Regions from separate parts of the Mus musculus genome. Here regions 2 and 3 are each linked to region 1. Evidence: chromatin contacts called from public Hi-C and HiChIP or PLAC-seq data. All regions are on one chromosome and are shown on one strand. Each heading gives the region's core, a stretch centred on a gene start, on an enhancer-like site or on the middle of the called end of the contact. The rest is flanking DNA. Distances are from core to core; before and after follow the strand shown. Region 1 has its middle 63 kb from the start of Cartpt. Region 2 has its middle 44 kb from the start of Gm26559. Region 3 overlaps Map1b (microtubule-associated protein 1B).

What was found. Hi-C and Micro-C count contacts between places; a contact is called where the count stands out from the background. HiChIP or PLAC-seq counts read pairs in DNA pulled down with a chosen protein or histone mark.
Region 2: a contact with region 1 is called in a Hi-C map of the N1E-115 cell line, with 3 times the contacts expected there. The contact joins two enhancer-like sites. A contact is called at or near these places in 3 of 484 Hi-C or Micro-C datasets (the N1E-115 cell line, gonadal supporting cells and rod photoreceptor), 7 of 115 datasets of contacts at active chromatin or transcription factors (differentiating embryonic stem cells, embryonic basal ganglia, embryonic forebrain and 4 more) and 1 of 9 other capture datasets (embryonic stem cells).
Region 3: an H3K4me3 HiChIP or PLAC-seq map of embryonic basal ganglia shows a contact between it and region 1, with 4 times the contacts expected there. The contact joins two enhancer-like sites. A contact is called at or near these places in 2 of 484 Hi-C or Micro-C datasets (the AML12 cell line and embryonic stem cells), 9 of 115 datasets of contacts at active chromatin or transcription factors (T-cell acute lymphoblastic leukemia, cardiomyocytes, embryonic basal ganglia and 5 more) and 1 of 9 other capture datasets (adipose tissue).

What each region holds. Positions count from the first base shown.
Region 1 is chr13:99,834,944-99,839,957 of GRCm38.p6, reverse strand. No RefSeq gene overlaps it. Among named protein-coding and RNA genes, the nearest start is that of Cartpt, 63 kb to the left of the region's middle. Within about 2 kb of position 1,982, at least 39 of the 459 cell types and tissues checked have an H3K27ac peak or open chromatin away from gene starts, as enhancers often do. A contact at or near this core is called in the N1E-115 cell line, adipose tissue, embryonic basal ganglia and 1 more, where this site is marked.
Region 2 is chr13:99,557,984-99,562,634 of GRCm38.p6, reverse strand. No RefSeq gene overlaps it. Among named protein-coding and RNA genes, the nearest start is that of Gm26559, 44 kb to the right of the region's middle. Within about 2 kb of position 1,749, at least 16 of the 459 cell types and tissues checked have an H3K27ac peak or open chromatin away from gene starts, as enhancers often do. A contact at or near this core is called in the N1E-115 cell line and rod photoreceptor, where this site is marked.
Region 3 is chr13:99,474,001-99,478,356 of GRCm38.p6, reverse strand. The region is part of intron 2 of Map1b (microtubule-associated protein 1B); the gene reads left to right. Among named protein-coding and RNA genes, the nearest start is that of Map1b, 40 kb to the left of the region's middle. Within about 2 kb of position 2,751, at least 150 of the 459 cell types and tissues checked have an H3K27ac peak or open chromatin away from gene starts, as enhancers often do. A contact at or near this core is called in adipose tissue and embryonic basal ganglia, where this site is marked.

The DNA of each region.
Region 1 (5,014 bases), core at 733-3,232:
GGATGGGAGGGGGGAGGAAGAAGAAAAGAGAGGGACAGGGAGGCTTCTGTCTGCACGTGCCTGTGATGTCTTCTGAAACCCAGCCCCACGGACAGCGAAAATATGGGAACCAAAATGTGTGTAGCTTTTAAAAAGAGAAAGAAGGTTTTACTCCATCGTTTTATAGACCAGCTCAATGGCACCACGGGGTCCAGGAAAGCAGGCACACCAACGCTTTCTGTCTGTTTCCCACATTCTCGCTTTCCCTTCTGACCATGAATAACTGCTGTTGTCTGCAGTGCTCCATCGCACACTGACTGTGGCTGCTGGCTGTTTCTCTGTCTGCTTCCTGTGTCAGCTGTCTCCTGTCACTAGATTACGGTTCCTTGAAGAGGTTTGTCTGTATGCATGTACATCTTTGATGCACGGCGTCCGATGCAGGAATCCAAAAAAATGGTTTAATAATGCTGATTCAATTTCTTCATTTTTCTTTTTTCTTTTTAAAATAAAAAGTAATGTTACTTGAAAAAAGAAAGAAATCTATATATTGATTCAGGAAGGGTGGTTCTGGCATTAGGAACCCTGACGGCTCTCTGTGGTTCTCTCCATCATCATTCTATAAATTTTGAGCAAGAGACAAGGTTGCCGCCCTTGGAATCTTGACATCAAAAGAAATGTTTGCTTTAGTGGGACCTGGCAAACTGAAGGTCCCCAAAGACCATGGAGCAGTTGCCAGTACTGGCTTTTAGAGTCGGCTGGCTGGTTTTATTGCCAGTTAATAGCATTTGTATTTGTGCTTTTGCAAATAGCCATGAGAAATCAATCCTCAGGCATGGACACTGTGAGAAAACTACTAACAGGGTCCTAAAAACCCAGGCTTTGGGTATGAACTAGGGTTCAATCGCTCATCGAGTGAGAGAGGACTGGGGAAAGGATTTTACTGGGTACATCTTGTTCAAGAAGGGGTAAGCAACGCCTGACGTTAATACTTCCCATATTCACTCAAAGGGCCTTGAAGAGCACCTCCGTCTATAGACAATTGCCTCCATTTCACTCATCCGCAACTATAAGGAGCACCCTTGTTGTCAGCAGCACAACCCCAAATCCCAGGTCTCTGAAAGATTCATTCCAGTGACCGAGAGGAACTAGGAAGTACAAGCTAGAGTTCTGCCTCTTCCGTTTACTTCCTGTAAGATCTTGGCCAAGTTACTTGCACTCTCTCTGACCCTGTATTTCTCGAGCTATTTTGGGATCTCTGCCTTATGTTGTCAAGTCACCTGGCTTAAAGGTGTGTAAGGAGCTAAATGGGGGTGGCAACTTGATCTAGACCATCCAATCTCACCTAGGACTTCAAAGTGAAAAGGGTCACAAGGGCCAGGAATCCAGCTTTTCTTTCTCTAAAAAGGGCAAGACACCAAATCGAGCCTTACCAGAGAAAGGTCTGGGTTTGGGTCTGGGTCTGGGGTGAACGTGGTCTTGCAGTTTTGCCGTGACCAGAAGCCTGACTCTGAACACATAATATAATGTGATATATATATATATATGTGTGTGTGTGTGTGTGTGTATACACACACATATATACATATATATTATATATACAATCTGGAGAATATATATATGTAATCTCCAGAAAGCAGAGGCGTTGAGGATGCTAATTTGGGCAGAGGAGGATCCTCAGGTCAGATGGGTATGTGGGCAGGAGAGGGGCTATCACAAGCTGCCCCTAGAGGATGGTGGCTCTGCGTAGTGATGAGTTCTTACAGAAACAAAGGAAGCGGTGGCATAACAGGGGCCATCCCTGTGGGGACTGTAAGTGGCTGAGACTCTTACCATCTGCTTTTCTCCATTTAGATACTTAACAGGAGGTTGAAAACACAGCCGCTCCGACGAAATTACCAGGTTTTCCTCCTGAACTTAATTTCTGATAAGGCGAGGAAGGGTCCTTCTGTAAAATGCCTCTTTTCCAGTTCTCAGTTCAACCAGGAGATGGCGCTAGGGCTTGGTACTTAACAAAGCCCTGTATAAGCCAGTTAAAACCCTGAGCTAGACAGGGTGGAGCCTTTCCCTCAGCCCTTGCAGAGTCTCTGTTTCTCAGGAGGTAGAAATCTCACCGTGGTATTCCTTGGGTTAAATAGAATTCTCTTCTCGTCTAGGCAAGAATTGAGTTTCTGGTCATGTACCCTACGCTTGCTGTTATTGATTCTCCATCAGAAGGTCCTGTTGCCGATGTCTTCCTGCTTATGCTGACATGAAACACAATAGAGTGGAGAGAAACGTTGAGGGAATAAGATTAGAAATTTCCAGGATGCTGCATTAAAAAATAAACAATAGAGACAATATTATTTGGGAAATGGTAGACCTTTTAGATCATAACACTTTTATCGCCTCTCAGACCCTTTCCAGTAATCCATTTTTGTCAGCCTAGAAGACGTCAAAGCTGATGCCAAAGGTTCTGGTACACTCTGCTAGGAAGCATTTAAGCCCGAGGAATCAGTTCCTGATATGATTAATAAAAATGTTCACCATTTCATGAGAACTGCCTACATGTGGTTGCTCTCTCCAGCTCAGGGCTGTGCTGTCACAGGGTGTAATCTCATGGACGCTTCTGTATTCATTAGTCTGTTAGGAGAGGATGACTGAAAAGCAACCAAGGCCGGGTTGATGTTGGCTTACAGTTCCAGAGGGATATCGATCACCATGGAAAGGGGAGTCATGGCAACAGAAGCCGTTTGCTTGTATCCACAGTCAATAAAGAGACAAAGGTGAAGGCTTGAATTCAGCCCACTTCACCCATTATATTCAGTTTAGAATCACAGCCCATGAAATAGTACTGCCTGTATTTTGGTGGGTTTTTCTATCTCTATTAACCTAATCTAGAAAGTTCCTCACAATCACACCCAGAGATTTGTTATCAGCATGACTCTGGGTCCCATCAAGCTGACAATCAGATCAACTATCAGTCACAGTGATCTGAGATCTGCATCTTTTTTAGGTCAGAAAACGGAAGCTTAGGGCCAATAAAAGTCATCTGACTTATAAGCTGGGAAAGACACCCATGTGATTGGCCACCACAAAGAGTGATTATGGGACAATGCCACGCACCCTGAGAAGAGTGCTCAATGGCTGCAGATAGAATGGTGTCATCAGAGAGATTTGGGGACAAACGTGAAGGCACATGTGTAGTCTTTACTGGGAACTGGCACCGTGCCAAGTCTGGTGGCATCTTGTCAAGAAGGTAGAAGCAAAACTTCAATTCTGCAAGATTTGAGGCCTGTTCTCCTCCTCCTCCTCCTCTTTCCCCAGGTTATTGCTCTCCAAGAGACTTTATCTCTCTGGAACTTACTAACTATATCTTTACCTAAGGGCGTCTGACCCTGTTGATCCCTGACTGGAACTGAATGAGCAGAAAAGGCATTTGAACACTTGGTCCCCGGTTGGTGGTACTGTTTGGAGAGTTGTAGAATCTTTAAGAGGTAGAATCTTGCTAAGGGAAGTATGTTACTGGGGGTGGGCATTGATAGTTTATACCTTACCCAACTTCCTGTTTGTCCCTTCTTCCTTATATGTGGGAAAAAAATGTGACCAGGTGAAAGGTGTTCCTTTCACTGTCCCATGCCTTAGTCACTATGAGGGGCTCACGACCTTTGGACCTGTAAGTCAAATTAAATCTTTCTTAAGTTGCTTTTGACCATGGTGTTTTATCACAGTGACAGAAAAGAATTTAACACAAGTGCAGCTGGTTTCCCCCCAGGACTAAGCTCTGTCTTACCATGGTGCTTAAGACACCTCTGTCCTTTGTCTCACTTAAGATGAAGGTGGGCATGTTGGCTAGTTTTCTTGGATATTTTCCTATGTCTTATCATTAGAATGTAAGCTACTCGAGGCCAGGGTTCTGTAAACCTGGTTAGGCTACTTCAGATGCACACCTGGTGCCTGACATGTTTGCTGAGCATGATGGCCATGTGTGCTCACAGCTCTGGTAGGGCTTATGGCATTCTTGAAGAGTCTTGGTTACCAGAGCTTTGAATACCAGAGACTTGGTACCTGGAGTGTGGGGCAATGGGCTATGCACAGGCAGCCTAGTTTCCAGTCGAGCTGAGGTCTGAACCCCGGTAAAACTTGGTGGTGATAATTCGCCTACATGGACGGAAGGCATTCCCTCATGTCTCCTGGACCCGTGGCTCCTGTTGAAGTTATTGCTCCCACATCCCCCACAGGAGAAGCTCATGACTAACAGTCACGTAGACTATGTCCCAAGCTTCTGACCTTCAGGCTAGACTCCTCCCAGTTACCTAGCAACAACAAGATAACAAGTCCAATATAAGAGGTGCTGTTTGGCCCCTCTTCACTCTCTTCTCTCTCTCCTCGCTCTTACTCTCTAACCTCTTACTCTCTCTAAGCTTTTACCTCTCTCTCTAGTCCTTCCTTTCGCTCTCTCCTTTTCCCCTTTCTTTTCTCTTGGCCATGGCCGGTCTCTCTCTTTCCACCTTTTCTCCTTTCTCCCTGCCTTTCTACAATAAAGCTCTAAAACCATAGACTGTCTCTGTTCATCAAGGACAGTACTAAAGACTCTCACCTGCATGGGAACCTTCTCCCACTTCCCTCTCTTCCTGTATCTCTGGGACTTGGTGCTGCTCTGGGGCCCTATTCTGTGCTCATCTCCTCTGCTGTACCCAGTGTGGGATGCCAGAGACCGAGAACCTGGTGGAGACTGAGAACCTGGTACCAGGGGCTGCCCCTGGTCCACCCCCTGCCGAGTGGGTTCAGTGGCTTCACACAGCCAGATGCCCACCCGGGACTGAGTGGAAAGCATCTGGCAGTCCTCCTGTGTCCGCCTGCCCAGAGCACAGGAAATCTGGCTGAATGTGAACTCTCTCCCTCCCCACTCTTCCCCTACACCCACAGTCCCACACTGGACCTTCAGGTACCTAGATCTTCTGATATCTTAACACATCAAAGATCAGTTTATAGCAGTGGTTCTTAACCTTCCTAATGTTGCAACCCTTTAATAAAGTTCCTCATGTTGTGGTGACCC
Region 2 (4,651 bases), core at 500-2,999, 280 kb after region 1:
GAAAACCCTAGTCAGAACAAAGCTGCCAAAAGTTCTCTACCCACCAAACTCAGATTCCCTGACACCTGGGAAGTTTGAGGGAACTAAATAAATGGTAGGGTGTGGGTAAGGAAGGCTCCTGAAGAGCTGAGCCACCTTCCCGAAAGGCCCTCCAGAGGCTACAGCAGCACCGGATTCTGCACTGCAGGCTGAAGCCTATTTAATTGCTGGTAATTAAGGCCGGATCTATAGTTTCTGGGCATGCCCTGTGGGGGAGGGCCTGCCTTCCTGGCCTCTGGTGAGCTGCAGGGAAGCAATCAGTGCTGCACGGATCTTGCAGCTCTGCAGTTCATAGCAGGGCCTGTTGCTGGGCAATTTCCAGCACAAAGGTTGTTTGTAAAGCTGCATTTTGAAGCTAGAAACTTGTCTTTTCAAAAGAAATAAGTATAGAGTAGAAACAGTTCATCCTTATGGAGCGCGTACTAGAGGTCTGACATTGTGGTAAGCATGTTTAATTCTCAAAAGATGGTGGTGGGTAAATTTTTAATTGATGGTGATAAGATTAGATAATTCACTCTAGACCCACAGTTGGCACAGAGTTAAAATCTAATTAATTGGATTCCAGAATCCCGGCTGTTAGCCACTGTGGTCTTCAGCAGAGACTGCAAACTGGTAGCCTTATTTGTAAACCTTCAAGGTGTATAGATCCGTGAGTCCCACGTTCTTCTTTCTTTTCTCTCTTTTTTTCTTCTTTTGACTGCCCTGAATTGTTTCTTAGGTACGAATGTTTACAAACATTACTTACATCTTGTGCTAATGGCAACAGTGGGGCTGGAGAGTATTGAGCCCCATGAGAACCACACCAACCATAAGATGAATTGTGTGGCCCTTCCCTTGGTTCTGGTTCTCGCTGCTCGCCAGAGTCAGGACTTGTGTTCAGTGACTCACTGGGCCCCATGGTTCCTTCTGAGAGCTTTAAGGATTTCCCCAGTGAGGATAACCTTGAAGATTTTATATGTGGAATCTTCCCCCGCCCAGTAAGAATTCAAGACTCTCAAAGCCCCACAGTGGGGTCCAACTCTTCAGAGGCGGACTGAAGAGTTCCAGCAAACGAGCTAACCAGGTTTGCTGTAAGATGCGCCTTTAGGAGCTGGGCGTTTGCAGCCACCGGGGGGGGGGGGGGGGGGCGCAGAGAGCTGTCACTATTGCCAGCAGTGTACCTTCATGCCCTTGTGGGCATCCATCTCAGGTCACCTGATGGCTGCCCTGGATGGAAAGGAAGGAGCCCTTTCTCATAATCCCTTTAGTGGCTCTGCTCACATTACTTTAAAATATGGAAATGCCCAATAAAAATTCAGATTTCTGGTGTTCTTGGGGGAAAAAAAACTGCTAATAATACAGGCAGTGAATTGGGTCTGAGTGATCATTGCCCCTTCTCTGGGGTAGGCAGCATCTAGTCTCTCCTGCTTGTGCCACTCCATCTAAACCCTAGCCTGTCTCCTGCCCTCCCTGGCATGCTGAGACTGTGACACTGTTTGCCATTAAGCAAAGTACAATAAGAGCAGGAGGAGGGTTAGAATAAAGAGGCAGGGTAGTGAGGCTCAGACTCACCAGCAGCAAGGGCAATTGCAGTCATTCATTCAAAGAGGAAAAGCCCGTTGTTGCAGGAGTCTAATGTGTCCCCAGTCTCATTGTTAAGCTTACAGATAAGCAGAGACAAGCTGGCTCGGGGTGGGTTGAGAGTCCCAGAAATCTCAAGATGCACTGCTGCCCCAGACCGCATGTCTCTCCTCATCTGCTTTTAAGAGATTACTTTTCAGAAGGCTTGGCCATAAGCCCTGCTTTATCATTCCTGCCGGAGCTTCCAGCTGGACAGAATCTGCAAGCTAAAAGCTTTCGTCTTACAGAAAAGAAGAGCATTTGGCTGCCTGCAGCTGGCCAGCTTCACGGGCCTGCTTGCTTCTGGGTAACCAAGTGGGAAATTTCATCTGTGCTTTGAGTTTCTTGCAATTTCTGTCTATTCCTGGTAAGGGCAGAGTTCAGGTTCATTCCTGCACACCCACAGCCCTCCCTATTAGAAGGCACTGGAGACCTGGTCATCAGAGTCCATCAAAGGCAAGGATGACCATGAACTGGGCGATGCTGAGGTACAGATTGTGATGTAAATTAAGGGAGCAAGAACGATCCCATAAATACTTCCTTTTTTTTTTTTTTTTTTTTTAAAGATTTATTTATTTATTATATGTAAGTACACTGTAGCTGTCTTCAGACACTCCAGAAGAGGGCGTCAGATCTTGTTACAGATGGTTGTGAGCCACCATGTGGTTGCTGGGATTTGAACTCCTGACCTTCGGAAGAGCAGTCGGGTGCTCTTACCCACTGAGCCATCTCACCAGCCCCCCATAAATACTTCCTAAGAAGCAGAAGGCCCAGTCCGATTCCCCAACTTCCACCAGACTCCAGACGGCTTTGTCTTAGAACACAGCCTTCTACACACTGGAAAGACAATGAAGCCTGACCTGCTGACCCTGTAGGTGACTAGGTTTTCGTCTGGCGACCTGGAGGGCAGCTGCCATGTTCATACTTGCTCAGCTGCAATACGCTAGCATGCTGCCCACCTCTCCTTCAAGACTATGGACTAGCTCATAGAAGGCTGCTTTTTTCCTCAACATACCCCTCCAGGCTTCCTGACTGAGCACAGATGATGGAGCAGGGTTGTCATTGTCTGAATAGAAAACCTCTTCCATGTTTTAACTGTTTGGTTCCCAGTTAGCGACACTATTTGGGGGAGGTTTTGGAAACTCCAGGTGGGACCTAACTACGTGAAATAGCCACTAGATGCAGGGCTTTAGGACAGTGGTGGGCAGGGATGGGGGGGGGGGTGTGGGTCTTGTCCCTGGTTTCTTCCTGTCTCTCTGCTTTCTATCCACTTTAAGGTGAGCAGCTGCCCTCCCCCACACAGTCCCACCGCAGTGATGGTCTTTTGCCTGAATATTTTGGGCCAAAAGACCATGGTCTGAACCCTCTGAGTCTGTGAGTCAAGGTAGCCTATGTGAAGTGGTTATCTCATGGTTCTTGCTTGCATTTCCCTAAAAGCTAACGTTGAGCATCTTCTCAGGCACTTACCAGCCATTAATGTCTTCTTTGGAGCATTTATACACAAATCTTTTACCTATCTTAAAATCGTGTAACTTATATTTTTAATTGAGGTATGAGAGATTTTGGGTTTTTTTTTTTTTTACTTTTAATTGATTTCTTTGTGAACCTCACATTATTCATCCCAGTCCCACCCATCTCCCCATCCCTTCATAGCTGCCCTCTGTCCCTGCAACCTCCTTTTGAAAAGTAAATAAAAACAAACAAACAAACAAACAAAATAGACAAAACAAAGCAAAGCAAACATCTCATGGTGGAAGCTGCAGTGTGTCACACAGGATATTCTTTGGACCACAGAACTTCACTTGCAAATGTTCATTGGTCTGGTTTGAGGCCTCTGGCTTCTCAGTATTATCAATATTAGATACTCACCAGGACTCTTCTTGATTATCCTGATGCTGCCCTGAATCGTGAAGACCCTGCAGCTTTGGATCAGCAGAGCCTGCTCTTTCACATGCTCTAACAGTTCATAGATGGGGGTGGATGCTGGGTGTGGGGGGCAGCTGAACTGGTCAGCCTACCAGCTCTCCAGCACCCACACCACCAGGACTATCTCTCCAGCACTGTCCTGGCTAGCCCACCCAATGCTTACATTGACAGGGAGCAGAGAGTGGCAGCTCTCCCACCCTTATGCCCTCACCATCATGGTCAACCCTACTGTGTTGCTCAGACAAGGTGCAGTGTCCCAAGTGCTGCAGCCAGTGAGGGGCAGGGCTAGCTCTCACACACCCATGACTTGGGGCTCTCCCAACTGCCACAGGCAGGGATTGGGGTGTGATATAACATACGCACGCGTGCTCCACAGTGCTGCCCTGGTGAGGCACATGGCGCAATCACTGGAGTGCTGCAGTTGGTGAGAGGTAGGGCCAGCTCTCCAGGGTACCTCAGCCATTGAGAGCTGGAGCCAGCTCTGCACCACCCTTGGACTTATATGTGGCCCCAAGTGGCTGTTCAGACCAGGGATAGCTGAGTGGACTGTATTGGTAATATGAGCTATGGATATTGACACTGACCCCTGAAGCTGCATGGCAAGGGACCGGGACATGGCCAGCATAGGCAGCATGCACTGGGACTTCATCATCACCTCAGGGGGCGGGGCTGACTGCTCACAACAGGCTGTTCCTTTTCACCCTCCCATCCCCAGTTCCGCCTCTCTTTATAAAGCTCAAACTGCTTAGCGGCTCTTTCTCTCCTATCTGTTCTTCGCATATTTGCCCCTTGTAGTGATTCTATCTGTGAGTCGCCACGCGGCACCTGAGTGAGCTCCCCCACCTGCACCTCACCATAAGGAAGCAAACGGGACGCTGGGTGTTTACTACCCGCCTGTGTGGCATGGCGGTGGGCGTTTCTGAGGACATTTTCCCCTCCAGCTTCGTGGTAGTAGGTGGGTCTCTGCGTGTCTGTGGCCCGCCGGTTCTGTGTGCTAACAGGCCGGTCTCTGGGAATCTTTCCCTGTCCACGCCGCCAGGTTACATTCTTAGAGTGATCATTTTACAACTCCGTGAAGGATCAAGGT
Region 3 (4,356 bases), core at 1,502-4,001, 360 kb after region 1:
GGACGGAGGCTGCGTCTAGTTCGATACCAGCATCCACCACAGTGCCTGGCACCGAGTAGATGATCATCAGCCTTCATCTTTTGGTTGGATTCCCTGGAAATCCCAGTATTGTTGTTTGTTCTCTCTAGATTTCACAGAGCTGCAAGGTAGGGAGTGGAGGGGGCTGCTAAGTCCTGAGAATCACAGTTTCTTCAAAAATAACTTGGAAAGAAATGTTCTGTTTTTAATCAACCGATTTATCCCCATCTTAGGAAAAAAAAAATACATGTTAGTGAAGCCTGTTGAGAGCTTGGAGGGAGGGTATGTGAAAGTCTCAGATTTTTCCCTTTTCAAAAATAGTCATTTGTTTTTGTGGCATATTCTCTGTGCCTGCTGGAGAGCCCTGAGTTTTACAGGAAGTGATGGGTGATTAGCTGGCAAGATTGTTATCTCTTTAGTGAGATCCCAGTGCAGGGTTCTAAGACTGGAAAACTTGGTTTTCCAGCTAGATTGCTGTTATGTGTCCAGGGAGCTGATAATAGAGTCATCTGATTCAGTGGGGCTTATATGATATAGCCTCCTATATGATACAGTCCTCCTAAAGACTTTGTTCGGAACCATGGAGAGAGTGGGATGTTTGGACTAGAATACAGCGTCAGGGAGGAGCACGATATGGGTACACGTTGTAGACCAAGCAGGAAGTGAGACGATGTGGTTCAAGTACCAACTGAAAGTTATCCCTGGAAGCTTACCTCTTCGAGTTTAGCTTTTCTTTCTAAATATTGACGCAACCACTTCATCTTTCTAAATATTAAGTTCATAAAGTTGGCTTCAGGAGTTGACTATACATGCTGACTTGGCGCCAATGTCAACAAACAGACTGTCTTGTGTAAGCCGACATCATGGCTGCCTAGGACTCCGTGTCTCTCTTTGTTGTTATGTATTAGTTACTGATGCAAGACTTTATTCAATATTTTCTCACCAGTATTACTGAAAACATCATTCAGTTTGCTTTCCTACCGTCTAACCTCTTTTCTGGTGATGACATATATTTTACATTAAGTGTCACCAACTGGCTATCAGCTGATGTGGCCACAAACCTCATGGGATGGCATGTCCAGCTTATTTACCAGTGAGAGGTAACTTAAGCCCAGAGAAAAGTAGGTACAAGGCGGCTTTATCCCTTCCAGCTATCTCTGTGGTAATAATGTGGCATCGTAACTCTGTGAGTCTCAACCGTGTGACACTTGGCGCTGGGTTAGGTCAGGTGTGGTGGAATGGAGCTTGGTTGAACACAGAGGCTACTGCGTGTGAAGTGTTAGTACAGGGACGCCACTTACCGGAGAAATTACCTGAAGAAATAAGGCCCAGAAGATGTGGTTGTCTGCTGTGTGAAAACTGCCCTTGTGCAGAAGTGATGGACCTGCTCAAAGCTCTGTAGAGACTGCTCCTGGGTAAGTGGCCACACTCCCCTACAGCCGTTGCTTCATCTGTGACATCGTAAATGGGCACACATGAAGTTTAAAAAAGTTTAAAGGGGACTTCTTAGCTGTGAGGCTGAAATAAATATGATATCAAACTGGTAGTGCCGAATGGGTGAAACCCAGGATCCTACTTCTGTCTCTGGTTTTTGTAAGTCCCTCCCTGCTGTGTGCTATTACTAATACACTACTACTGCTGCTGCTGCTGCTGCTGCTGCTACTACTACTACTACTACTACTACTACTACTACTACTACTACTACTACAATAATAATAATAATAATAATAATAATAATAATAATAATAATAATAAGTAACTACCAGTATATGAGTGTGTGGCTGATCCCCTTTGACACTTCAGGTGGACTCTTCTTTTCAAAGTTTTGTATTTGAGTAATTTTAAACTTATAGACAGTTGTAGTGACAATGTTCTTAATGGTCCCCTCTGCCTACTGTGGCTTTTGACTCTGCCATGCTATTGTTCCTTGAAGAAATCAGCCTTCATAGGATGTTATTAAAGTACAGACTTCTCCGGCTTTGCCCATGACATTTTCTTAGGCCATTGCAGAGTCCCACAAGGCATTTGGATTATGGCTCTTAAAGGTACATGCCAATCAAGACATGGTGTGTGTTAATTACTCTGTCCCCGGCTGTTGTATCTACATAAAGAATATTTGGTTTTCTCTGGGAGTGGAGCCACTCTGGAATGAGGCAAGCGTTCTCTTGAATCTGGGAACGCTACTCCCTCTTCTACAGACCCACGACTTGGACCTTGTTTCTTTCCCTCCTCACCCTTGAGCCGTTGACCAGGAGCAGGTTTGTGAGAGATACGTTTCTAACTTTAATCTAAAAATAACATGTTTTGTGAAGACAGCATCCACCATCCAGCTCTGTCCTTGGAGGTAGGGTGGGCTCTGCGTCCCCCATGCCTCTCACCTACTCACTCGCTGATCTTGCTGGAACAGGAAGTGGGCAATGTGGTTCCATCAAGAGAACCACAAGGAAACCAAGGCCGTCTAAAGTCTGAGAAGAAAGCTTGTCTAAGGCCCCAAGAGTAAACGTAAGAAAGCAAAACACAGGCAGGAAATTGCACTGTGGCTATGCCTGTTGTGTGCTTCTGTGAAGTCTGACCAGACGATAGCCCAAGGTTTGCTGAGCTGCCTCCCGTCTGCTCTCCCTCTGTGTTTGCTGAGGTCTTTTTGCACAGATTTGTCTTTCTCTTCCTGGCCATTTACAAACATGAGGTAACATGCTAGCTGTGCTCTGTTACCTAGCAACAGGCTGTGTTGCTTGCCTGACCGGAGTTCTCACAGGAGAGCCTGGCAGTGAGGGTGCGGATTTGCTAAGCCCATGTCATACTCCCTGCAGGAAACTGTGTCACAGATCTTCAGGGACTGCAGTGAACTTGATTAGAATGGTTTACTGACTCATGTCCAGGTGTGAGTTCTTTCGTTGGCTAAAGTTTACAGCTAGTTTGTTAGATTTTTTTTTTTTTCAGTATCTGTGGATACCAATCTTTGTGATAATCTTACCCAAAGCAAATCAGCCGCAAGTGACCGGAGTCCTAGAGTCACGAGGGGCTATTTATTAGGATACAATGGAAAGGCGCTCTGGGGTGGGGGTGGGGGTGGGGGGACCACACACAGCAGTGTTCCCTGGCTGATGGCTGCAGATGTGATGGAGGGAGCTCCTTCCCTCTTTGTGTTCCCCGAGTCACTTCTGTTGCCCTTTGGTCAAGGAGATAAAGGGTGTCCCTTCCCCTTTGCTTGGACACTGCTGGGCTTTGAATAACAGCAAAGGGCAGAAATGAGAGAAATGGTTCCACTCTGAGCTGGGGTCCTTGCTCCCAGCACTTCCCAGAGACACTTGGCTCACACTATTCAGGCTTTAGGATGCCCAATAAAACAACAGAAAGAAATAATAATACCTTTCCCACATACCCTAACAAGATACCCTTCAATGCATGCTTTTGCTGCAGTAATAAATAACCCAGCCTGGTGGCTCACTTCTTGGATCTCATCCTGAGCTACAGAGTGAGAATCTGCCTGAATAACTAATGAATACTCCATAATGCCTCAATTAAAAAAAAAAAAAAAAGGCCTTGAAAAATGAAAACATTTCTAACCATAGTCTGTAGGTTAGAACTTGTTTATGGCTTACCAATATGCTTTAAAAACATTAGAACATTAAATAAAAGCAAAAACAAAATCCTGTTTGTGTAAAATTTTTGTTACCATTTCATTTTGCTTCCAGCTCTGGGAAATTCATTTACTGCATCATTGTCTCCTGTTCCCAGCCCCCTCTCACCCCTCCATCACATGCAAGTACAGCACACACCATCAGATGTCTAAAACTATGTATGTGAAGTGTTTTCATGACCAAAGGGAGCATGAGTTGGGTCCAGAGAATTGGGATGGTCCCAGGGCCCATGTACAATGCTTAGAGGCATTCCTCCAAGAGATGTTAGCCTGACATGTTTTTGGACCAGTTGAGTGTTTGGTTTTGGTCCCTTTCCAGTGTGCTGTTAACAACTTCATCTATTTATAAACAGACACAGAGGTAGTGTCTCCACAACAAGAAGGGGGCATTTCACAAGTTGTGGTTAATTTGGTCAGTGCAGATGGCCAGGAGCAGGGGAGAGTTGGAGCGCAGCGCTGGAGGAGCGAAGTCTACCGTTCGGCTAGCCAATACCCTGCCCGGCTGAGCTCATGAATTTTGTCAGCCAGGGCTTCCCCGAGGACACAGGCAGGTCTCCAGCCAGTGAGTGAGGGCTAGTGGGATGAGACCCTTGGGCTAGGTGATCAGAGCCACTCCATGAACCTGAGTTTTGATGCTCTAGTGTGTTCACCGGGGACTCTCCACCTCCAGATCTGCTAGATCTGTGGACTTCACTAAA